Regions from separate parts of the Gossypium hirsutum genome. Here region 1 is linked to region 2. The links are chromatin contacts, called in public Hi-C maps. All regions are on one chromosome and are shown on one strand. The core of a region is the stretch at or near the end of the contact, and the rest is flanking DNA. Distances in the headings are between cores, read along the strand shown. Region 1 has its middle 19 kb from the start of LOC107927016. Region 2 holds the start of LOC107927113 (phosphatidylinositol N-acetylglucosaminyltransferase subunit A).

Evidence for each region. A called contact is a pair of places that touch in the nucleus more often than the background predicts.
Region 1: a Hi-C map of leaf shows a contact between it and region 2, with 2.5 times the contacts expected there. The contact joins the enhancer-like site here to the promoter of LOC107927113 in region 2. A contact is called at or near these places in 2 of 34 Hi-C or Micro-C datasets (callus and leaf).

The regions. Positions count from the first base shown.
Region 1 is chrD03:49,576,262-49,580,642 of Gossypium_hirsutum_v2.1, reverse strand. No RefSeq gene overlaps it. Among protein-coding and RNA genes, the nearest start is that of LOC107927016, 19 kb to the left of the region's middle. Within about 2 kb of position 3,117, at least 2 of the 9 cell types and tissues checked have an H3K27ac peak or open chromatin away from gene starts, as enhancers often do. A contact at or near this core is called in leaf, where this site is marked.
Region 2 is chrD03:49,495,436-49,499,916 of Gossypium_hirsutum_v2.1, reverse strand. LOC107927113 (phosphatidylinositol N-acetylglucosaminyltransferase subunit A) reads left to right here and starts at 2,822. Exons shown (of 12, transcript XM_041090381.1): 1 at 2,822-2,990; 2 at 3,279-3,353; 3 at 3,648-3,700. It also overlaps the pseudogene LOC107927064.

The sequences.
Region 1 (4,381 bases), core at 1,868-4,367, 80 kb before region 2:
TAATTATCTTACCTATGCCAACCTCTCCACTTCTCATTTACATTTTACCTCAACCATCACTGTAGCCATTGAACCTCAAACTTTTAATCAAGCCAACAAACAGTCCCAATGGAGAGAAGCAATACAGGCTGAAATTTTAGCTCTTGAACAAAATAACACTTGGGTTCTTGTTAGCAAAGATTACAACTGTCAGATTGTTACTTGCTATGGCTGCTTCAAAGAAATGGTTTCTCCAGCAGTTAGATGTTAATAATGCCTTCTTAAATGGAGACCTTGATGAGGAAGTTTATATGTTGCCTCATCCTGGATTTGATTTGGGTATGAATAAGGTTTGCAAACTTCAAAAGTCACTTTATGGACTTAAACAGGCCAGTAGGCAATGGTTTTCAAAGCTTACATCAGCTTTGTTATCTATTGGATATGTGCAATCCATGGCTGATTATTCCTTGTTTGTGACAAAGAAAGCTACTTCATTTACTGCTTTGTTAATCTATGTTGATGATGTGATTCTAACTGGTGACAACATGGATGAGATTAACAAAGTCAAAGCCTTCTTGGATACCTCATTTCGAATCAAAGATCTTGGAGATTTAAAGTATTTTTTGGGGTTAGAGGTAGCTCGAAGTTCATCTGGTATTCATTTGTCCCAAAGAAAATATGTCTTGGACATTCTTTCTGATTTTGGTTTCTTGGAGTGCAAACCTGCTAAAACACCTATTGCAACCAAACTGTCAAAGGATGCTTCACATGAATATCTTTCTGATGTTACTGCATATAGACGACTTGTTGGACGATTGATTTATTTGCAGTCTTCTCGCCCTGATATATCATTTGCAGTACAACAACTGAGTCAGCATTTGGATAAGCCTACACTCTCACACTTGCAGGCAGCTCATAGAGTGCTTCGATATTTGAAAGGATCTCCTGGATCTGGTTTGTTCTTTTCTAGTTAAAAAATTCAACCAGTTCTCAAAGCCTTTAGTGATTCAGATTGGGAGGGTTGTCCGGATACGCGACGGTCAATCACTGGATATTGTATGTTCTATGGTGAATCATTGATTAGCAGGAAGGAAAATAAACAAACTACTGCTTCTCGTTCTTCTACAGAAGCGGAGTATAGAGCACTTGCATCCACAACATGTGAAATCCAGTGGCTACATTTTTTAATGACTGATCTTCATCAGCCTGTTTCTCGTCCAACTTCATTGTATTGTGATAATGCTTCTGCTTTACAATTGGCAGCGAATCCTGTTTTTCATGAGAGGACAAAACATATAGAGATAGATTGTCATCTCATTAGAGAAAAGACTACTCAGGGTGTTATCAAATTGCTTCCTTGTTCATCCAAAGATCAACTTGCAGATATCTTTACCAAGGCCCTTGCAGCAGTTCCTTTTGAGGCAAATTTGGTCAAGCTGGGAATGAAGAATATCCACTCTCCAGTTTGAGGGGGCGTATTAGCTAATTAAGTTATAAGTTTGTTAGTTAGTTTATAACAAACTTAACCATCATCTAGCTGATATCATCTAGCTGTTATATAGTTGTTATCTAGCTATAACTTTCTGTTAGCTTAGTTAGCTGTTTGCTTTATGTATATAAGCATTTTTCCTATTCTGTAAATAATAAGGAAAATCATTTTCATATTTTCCACGTTTTCTACAGTTTTTTTTACTTCAATTTATATATATATATATATATTTTTTAATATAGAATTATTCTTAAAAACAAGTTAATTTTTAAGAAATATCTCGACGTTTATAGATATCGAGTTTTGTTGTTAAATTTACATCGTAAAATAAAATTAAAGTAATTATTATATAATGATTAACTAATCTTAACACCCACTGAGTTGATTATAAATAACCTTTAGATTTTTTAATTATAATCAATATACAATGATATTAGCACCTGTTCGTGTTAATTTATAAAATTAATTTTTACCGTTAGAAATTAAACTCTAATAAATACAAAAAGATCTTAACATCGGTGCTTGTCGAAGTCCTATAATTAATTAATATTTTATCTATCTCTTAAACCTAGTCCTAATGAATGCATTCTATTGAGCGGCCGTCAAGTTTATATTTATTTAAATTTACACCATTTACCATAAATCTAATTAGAATAAATGCCTTAGTTGTGGCTAAAGTACCTAGTACTTCAATGCGGTTTTCGTCGTTTACAATCTAGATGGAAATGTGAAGATTGGAGACTCTTACCTTCCACTTCCCTTATGGAGAAGTGACAATCACGTTCGAAGATGTAGCCCTAATCATGGGCCTTCAAATTGAAGGAGTTCTTGTTACTGATGTGGATAAATTTGAAATTGAGCCAAAAACAAAAAGGTTAATTGGTCATGATCCGGTCAACAAGGATGATTTTAAGGGCGACCAAGTGAAGTTCACTTCATTGGATACATTGGTCAAGCATCCACTAGCTGGTGATGTGAGCAATGAAGAGTTCAATTAGTTTGTTAGAGCATATATATTTTATGCCATCGATGGATTGCTTATGTAAGATAAGTTTGAGAATCTTGGCCACTTAATTTATTTGTCATTGCAGGAGGACTTTACTTGTGCCTGCATATAAAATTGAGATATTGACATTCCGATACCGGGCCTTTAATATTGTGTCTGATTGAAAACCTAAAGAATTGAATGTTTGTTACACCTTCTTTCAAGTATGGACCTTGATGTGGATGTCATTTAAAGTGTCGATCCTTTCTCATCTATTATCATTTCCATCGATAAAAAGTTAAAAAAAATATATTTGTATTTAACATTTAAAACATATTTTAGGTTAAAAGTTTTTATAACTTGTCTTGGAAATCTTTAATATATTTGTAGATTTCGAATAAATTTGGATCACACCAGTTATTATCGAGAGCTTACACATCCGAAATGACATTGATAAATATGCAACTCAAGAGATTAGTTGTTATTTTGTTTTAGTATTTAATAAATTGAATATTATCATCAATTTTTATTTTGTTAACCGTAAACAATTATTTGTACTTTTCATGGAAATTGTATTGGGCCTAGGACATTTAGGTTGTGCTCCCAAGGGATGTGGTCGAGGAGGCGAACAGATTGGGGAGGGCCTACATGGTTGTTATATGTGTCCATATTTTTCAATGGAAACATAGCGATTGGATGCTGCACCAATTTGGCACATGACAACCATTCCTGAGGGAGTCAATGTTAGAAAAACTCGGTTGAGCAAACGATTTTCAATCATAACGGAAATTTAAAATATTGAAAATCAAACCAGTTTGTGATATTTTTAGCATAAACTTTTCATAAAAAGTTTTGTGCGAGACAAATTTGTATAGTTTTCAAATTTCAATCGAATGATCTTCTTCCTATCCTCATACCCCGAATTGTTTCGAGTGTGGGCTTGAGCAACACGAACCAAACAGAGAACTAAAAATGATTTAATCACTTTCAGTAGGAAAGTAATTCTCTCAAGTAAAAACCGGTAGAAATTGTAATTCTCAGAAAATAGAATTTATTCTTAGAAAATAAATTCTCACTACTTTCTGGCAGAATAACAATATATGAAACTTGTCTATTAATAGCTCTACCAATATCATCTATTTATAGGGAGAGATAGGAGAATCTTGATTGAATAAGAATAACACAAATAATGTTTATTTAATAGAAAAATAATCTTCTAGTCTAAACCCTCTCAATTCTCTTAGGGTTGTCTCCCATTACATATTTATGTGAGGCAAATTAGATCTCTCATGTATTGGGTCCAATTATATGTACTTTCTAAACTTTTGTGTAACACCCTTAACCCGTATCCGTCGTCAGATTAGAGTTACAGAGTATTACCGTACAAACAAAACATTTAAACATACATTATCCAATACAAATTATAAATCAATAATTCATATACATATCGTCCCTAAATCGATCCTTCGAGGCCTAAAAATTACCTTAGAAACAATTCGAGACTAATTTGAAATCATTTGGAAAGTTTATGAAAAAGTTACAAAATTATAGAAACAAGGATCACACGGCGTGTGCCGCACACGGCTGAGACACATGCCCGTGTCTCAGGCCGTGTAACTTTCGAACTAGGGACACATGATCGTGTCCCAACTAGTGTCCTCACCCGTGTAACTTACTAAGTAGGGTCATACGGTCGTGTCACATGCCTGTGTGCCAAGCCGTGTAACTCTCGAAATAGCCCCACACTCCTTTGTGCCAGGCCGTGTATCACACACGGCTGAATCACAGATCCATGTCTCAAGTTGTGTGCACCCAAAATGAACCTTATACAACAAGTTTACCATTTCAAGATTACTTGGACCCTAAGTAGACCATTTACCAATCAAAACATCTATTCAAAGTGACATTAATCAAGCTAAAAGCATGCC
Region 2 (4,481 bases), core at 1,573-4,072:
GTTTGTGGATATCTTCTTATTTAACGTTTTAAACTTTACAGGTTTACAGCAGTGCCTTGAAGCTTGTTCGTTCAATGGTCAGTATTGATATTTGAACTTTATATTTGAGGTTTATTCTCTTCTAAATTGATTGAATATTCCGTAAGCATTGTTGAATCTGTTGGCAAAGAGAATAATATCTTGCTCTGTTTCCTGGTTAATTAGCATTTTCCTGGATTTTTTAAGATTATTATTGGAGTAATATATTTTAGTGTAATCCATGCATTTCATATTTCTTTCTGTCAGTGCATCAGTGTTGTTTTAAACTGCCAATTATCGGTTCTCTGTATTTTCTATTATTTTCTGACAATATTTTTGACAGCTACCTTTACCCCATCTCAAAGAGGGAAATAGGACTGCACCACCAGTAGGAAACGCAATTGCCCCGCATCGTGATTGGAAGAGAACAGAGTTCTTTTTGAATCATGAAACACTTCAACAGGTAAAAAGCTGATTGGTTTTTCGTTGTCTATTGCAAATAAATATCAAGTTCAATTTTCTCTTTTTTTCCTGGAACAAGGGATTCATTTCTTCAAGCAAATTTTGATATTTAATGTCTGAACTTAAATGGAATGAATCGTAGAGTATGAGCAAAAATATATTTGTTGTAGATCACTATCATAATAAATTCCAGGATGTTATGCATGCAAGGCAAAATCAATGTAAACTGCTATGCAAAGTCGGTTCAGTATACTACTGGTTTATGTTGGTTTATCCTCGTGACTTTCATTTTCTTCCTCTATGTCCTCTTCTGTTTTCCAATTGAGCAGGTCATCAAAGCCGAACAGAAATAAGTTTCTCGAAGCCTCTCTGGCACAATTGCAGAAGTAACAAATGAAGAAAACTCAGCTATCAGAGTTGAGATTCCAGATATTGTATTTGTATCATCATGTGCTGATCTAACTCTACCACCAGGTGCAGGCCTCTGCATTGATACTACCCATGGTCCAATTTTCTGGTAAGTATCATGCTTTTATTAAAGGAACGATATCTTTCACACTTTCAGAAAACTTGACAACTATGCTATTTAGCAATATACGAATAGCAATCCAACTTTAGTGAGTATTGTCTGTTCTTCCTTTCAGGTTGCTGACTCATGGGAATCTTTAGACGGATGGCTTGATGCTATCCGCTTAGTTTACACAATTTATGCAAGAGGTAAGACAGATGTTCTCGCCAGTATCATTACAAGCTAATTATTGTGTTGAGCTTACATTTTGCCCAAGTCCTTTATATCTGTCTTCGATTTTAGTCTTGTATATCATCAAATATTTTGGAATAACGTAAGGTTGAGCTAACTTTTATGTCAAATTATTCATTTGGCATTTAGATGATAATATATTTCTTCTGCTGTTTATAAGGCATTTTCATTCTATCTTCACTAAGACTTGGGAGTTTATTTTTCTTAAAAAGTAAATATATCTAGGCATCTACCATGTTGTAATTGCTGCGAGCTTTGTGTCCTCGAACCGGCAGCCGAACTCTTTTAATCTTCTGCCTTGAACATTTTGTCCCGAAGCAGTGAGAATCCACAGCATCATCCTGATTATTGGTCTAGAAGCAACGGTTGCAAGCGTCAGGTCAGCCTTCTTCGTATTCTTTTGTGCCAAACAAAAAAACATTCATGTCGGTTTCACAATCAATCAAAGTATTAGTAAGCAGCCAAAGTATCAGCCATCAAGGGCCCCAAATGCATGCTTGCCCCCACACACAGAGAAAAAACTATGATTCACTATTGAAAAGTTGAAACATGATCAAGTGAAAGCCTTACAGGGTTGTCGATGGCCAAAAAGCTGTTTCCGTATCTAATTGGCAAAAAAATGGTAGGATTGCAAATGATAATGAAATCATAAGAGACAACAGATAATTATCTCTACCTCTTCTTATATTTGAAGAGAAATATCTAATATGCATATCTCAATATTTATGACCATAAATCAGCTTCATTCATTGCAATTTTTTTTTGATCCTCCATTGTTTTTGCTTTTTTTTTTGGGGGGTTTAATCTGTTGTGTTTCTGCTGTTGATTGAGTCTTTGCTATAAACTCATCATGGTTAATCAATTCGGATAATTGAAACAATTTCATCTATTGAAAGGTTTGGAAATTTACTTAATCAATCCAGAATTCGAGATGAATAAGAAATCTATATCCAAGCCTACTTGCTTCTTTAAAATAAATTACAATTATTTGTACATACTAACTAATATTTTCTCAAAAGTAACATATATTTTTGGCTAAAATAAATTACAATTATTCAATACTTGTTTTTTAAACACAATTACAAATAATTTTTTTGATATTAGTTTTTTTTCAATTTATAACGATCAATATTGCAGCTTAATAATTGAATATTATTATAAATAAATCATTGCAATATATGTAAAAATAATTTAAAATATAAAAATTTATTAATATATATTAATATATGTAAAAACAACTTTTCCGGAAAATATTTTCAGGAAATCTGTCAAACAGCAGAAAATATTTTACACAGATTCAATCAAACACCAGAAAATACTTTTCAGTAAATCATTTTACAGAAAAATAAAACATTTTCCAAAAATCATTTTACGGAAAATATTTTACTGGCAATCAAACGGACCCTAAATAAAACCTACGCAACCAACTCAATGATAAGCTTTTTACCATTTTCTAGAAAATAGAAACGAAGTCCAACAAACTTCAGACCTTAAGGCCCAATCTTTGTACCTCTTCTAAACCCAATGGATAGCTTTTTACCCTTTCCTTAAATTTTGCATTTCCTCCCAAATTTTCTTTTCTGTATACAATGAAAACCTTGATTGATTCTTTTAAAATATTTTTTCCGAGCATTTTGAATCATATAAATAATATTAATTGTGTTTTTACGGCGACGGTGAGGCCGTTATAATTTACGAATTAAAATCTGAATCGCTAAAGAATTTGTGGATCAATCGAGAATTTTGACCGGTGAGAACTGGAATTTTATCAATCAAATCCTTAATTCCGATTTTGTTATTGTTGCTAATGAATTATTGAGCTTGTTTATCTATTGATTTGAAAGTTCTTGAGTGGTGCATTTTGATTCCTTGTTAATTGTTTTATGTTGCTGAAATCTATTAATTAGTAGCAAAGGTGATTTTGGAACTGTAAAACATTTTTGGTTTCTTATGTTGCGAGCTGATACTAGTTTCATCTCAGTTTTAATTTTTTTTGGCTATCATCTCATTTTTCGTTGGAGTCTCACATTTTTAACAGAAACTGGGCCATTAGGGGATCTATCAGCGACAATGATGGTGTCTTCAGTAACAGAGTGAAAAGAATATCATAGAGGTACATTCTCTAAGTAAAATTAGATTCGACTCAGAAAAAATCGAAAAAGAAATTCAAATGTTGAATTATTCTAATTGAGTTGTTCAGTTTTTTAACCAATTCCAATTAGTAATTCGGTTTCTTGAATTGGAGCGAGATCAAATATCCGGATTAAGCAAATCGAGGTAGTTTTGGATTAAAGCTATAATTTTAATTTTAATTTTGTCTTTTACACTTTTACACTTCAGTTTTCTGTTTCCCAATTAGGAAAATCCCATCCCCGATTTTGAAACCCCAACTTTCTTCTGACTCCAGATTTCTATTCCATTCTTTGCGTCTGTGTTCATTGGCACTCCGGTCGATTTTAGGTATCTTTCAACTTTCCTTTTTCGTTTTTCCTTGGTTTATCTCTTTTGGGGTTTTCTTTCTTGCTTTGCTTTACCTTTTATTGTAAAAGGATTAATCCTAGATTAAATAACATAACTGGAATGAGCAGAAACTTGAAAGTGCCCTTATTCTTTTATGTTTTTGAAACTGATAGCTGGTGTCTCTTTTGGCTTGTTCTTTCTGTCTAATAATTGTCATCTGTTTCTCTTCTCTGCTTCCTATCTATCAAGCACTTTGGGGTTAAATTGACTAATGATAGTTAGAAATGAGGTATTTAAAAGAGGCAAGAAGAGTGAGAGAATAGGTTAGCGACAAGGAGACCATCCATTGGTTATTAAGCATGAAGGAAAAGGACCATGTTCTTATGAATGATGAAGTTCTGTGTAAGTGCTAATATATTTGGTTCTAAATACTCAATGCAACTATCTCCTTCATTTTCTTTGTTTCCATAATAAGATTAAAGTGCACGTTTTTAAAAGTTCTTTTTAAGTTACAAGATAGATTAATGATCCCTCAAATCCCAGTGTTATATTCTTCAGGGATGACATTAATGCATTTCTACGCTAACCGGTCCCCAAGAACTTTAATCTTCACTTCTAAAAAGTCTATAGCTTTCATTTATTTTTTTAATTTGATCTTTTGTTTGAGTAATCATGGCTGCTTTGCATTTTCCTTTCATCTTTAGTTTTTTTTTTCATGTTGGCAGCATAATTGCTGCCATGAATTTCCACCAAATATTACCATTGGAGGGTCAAGGATGGA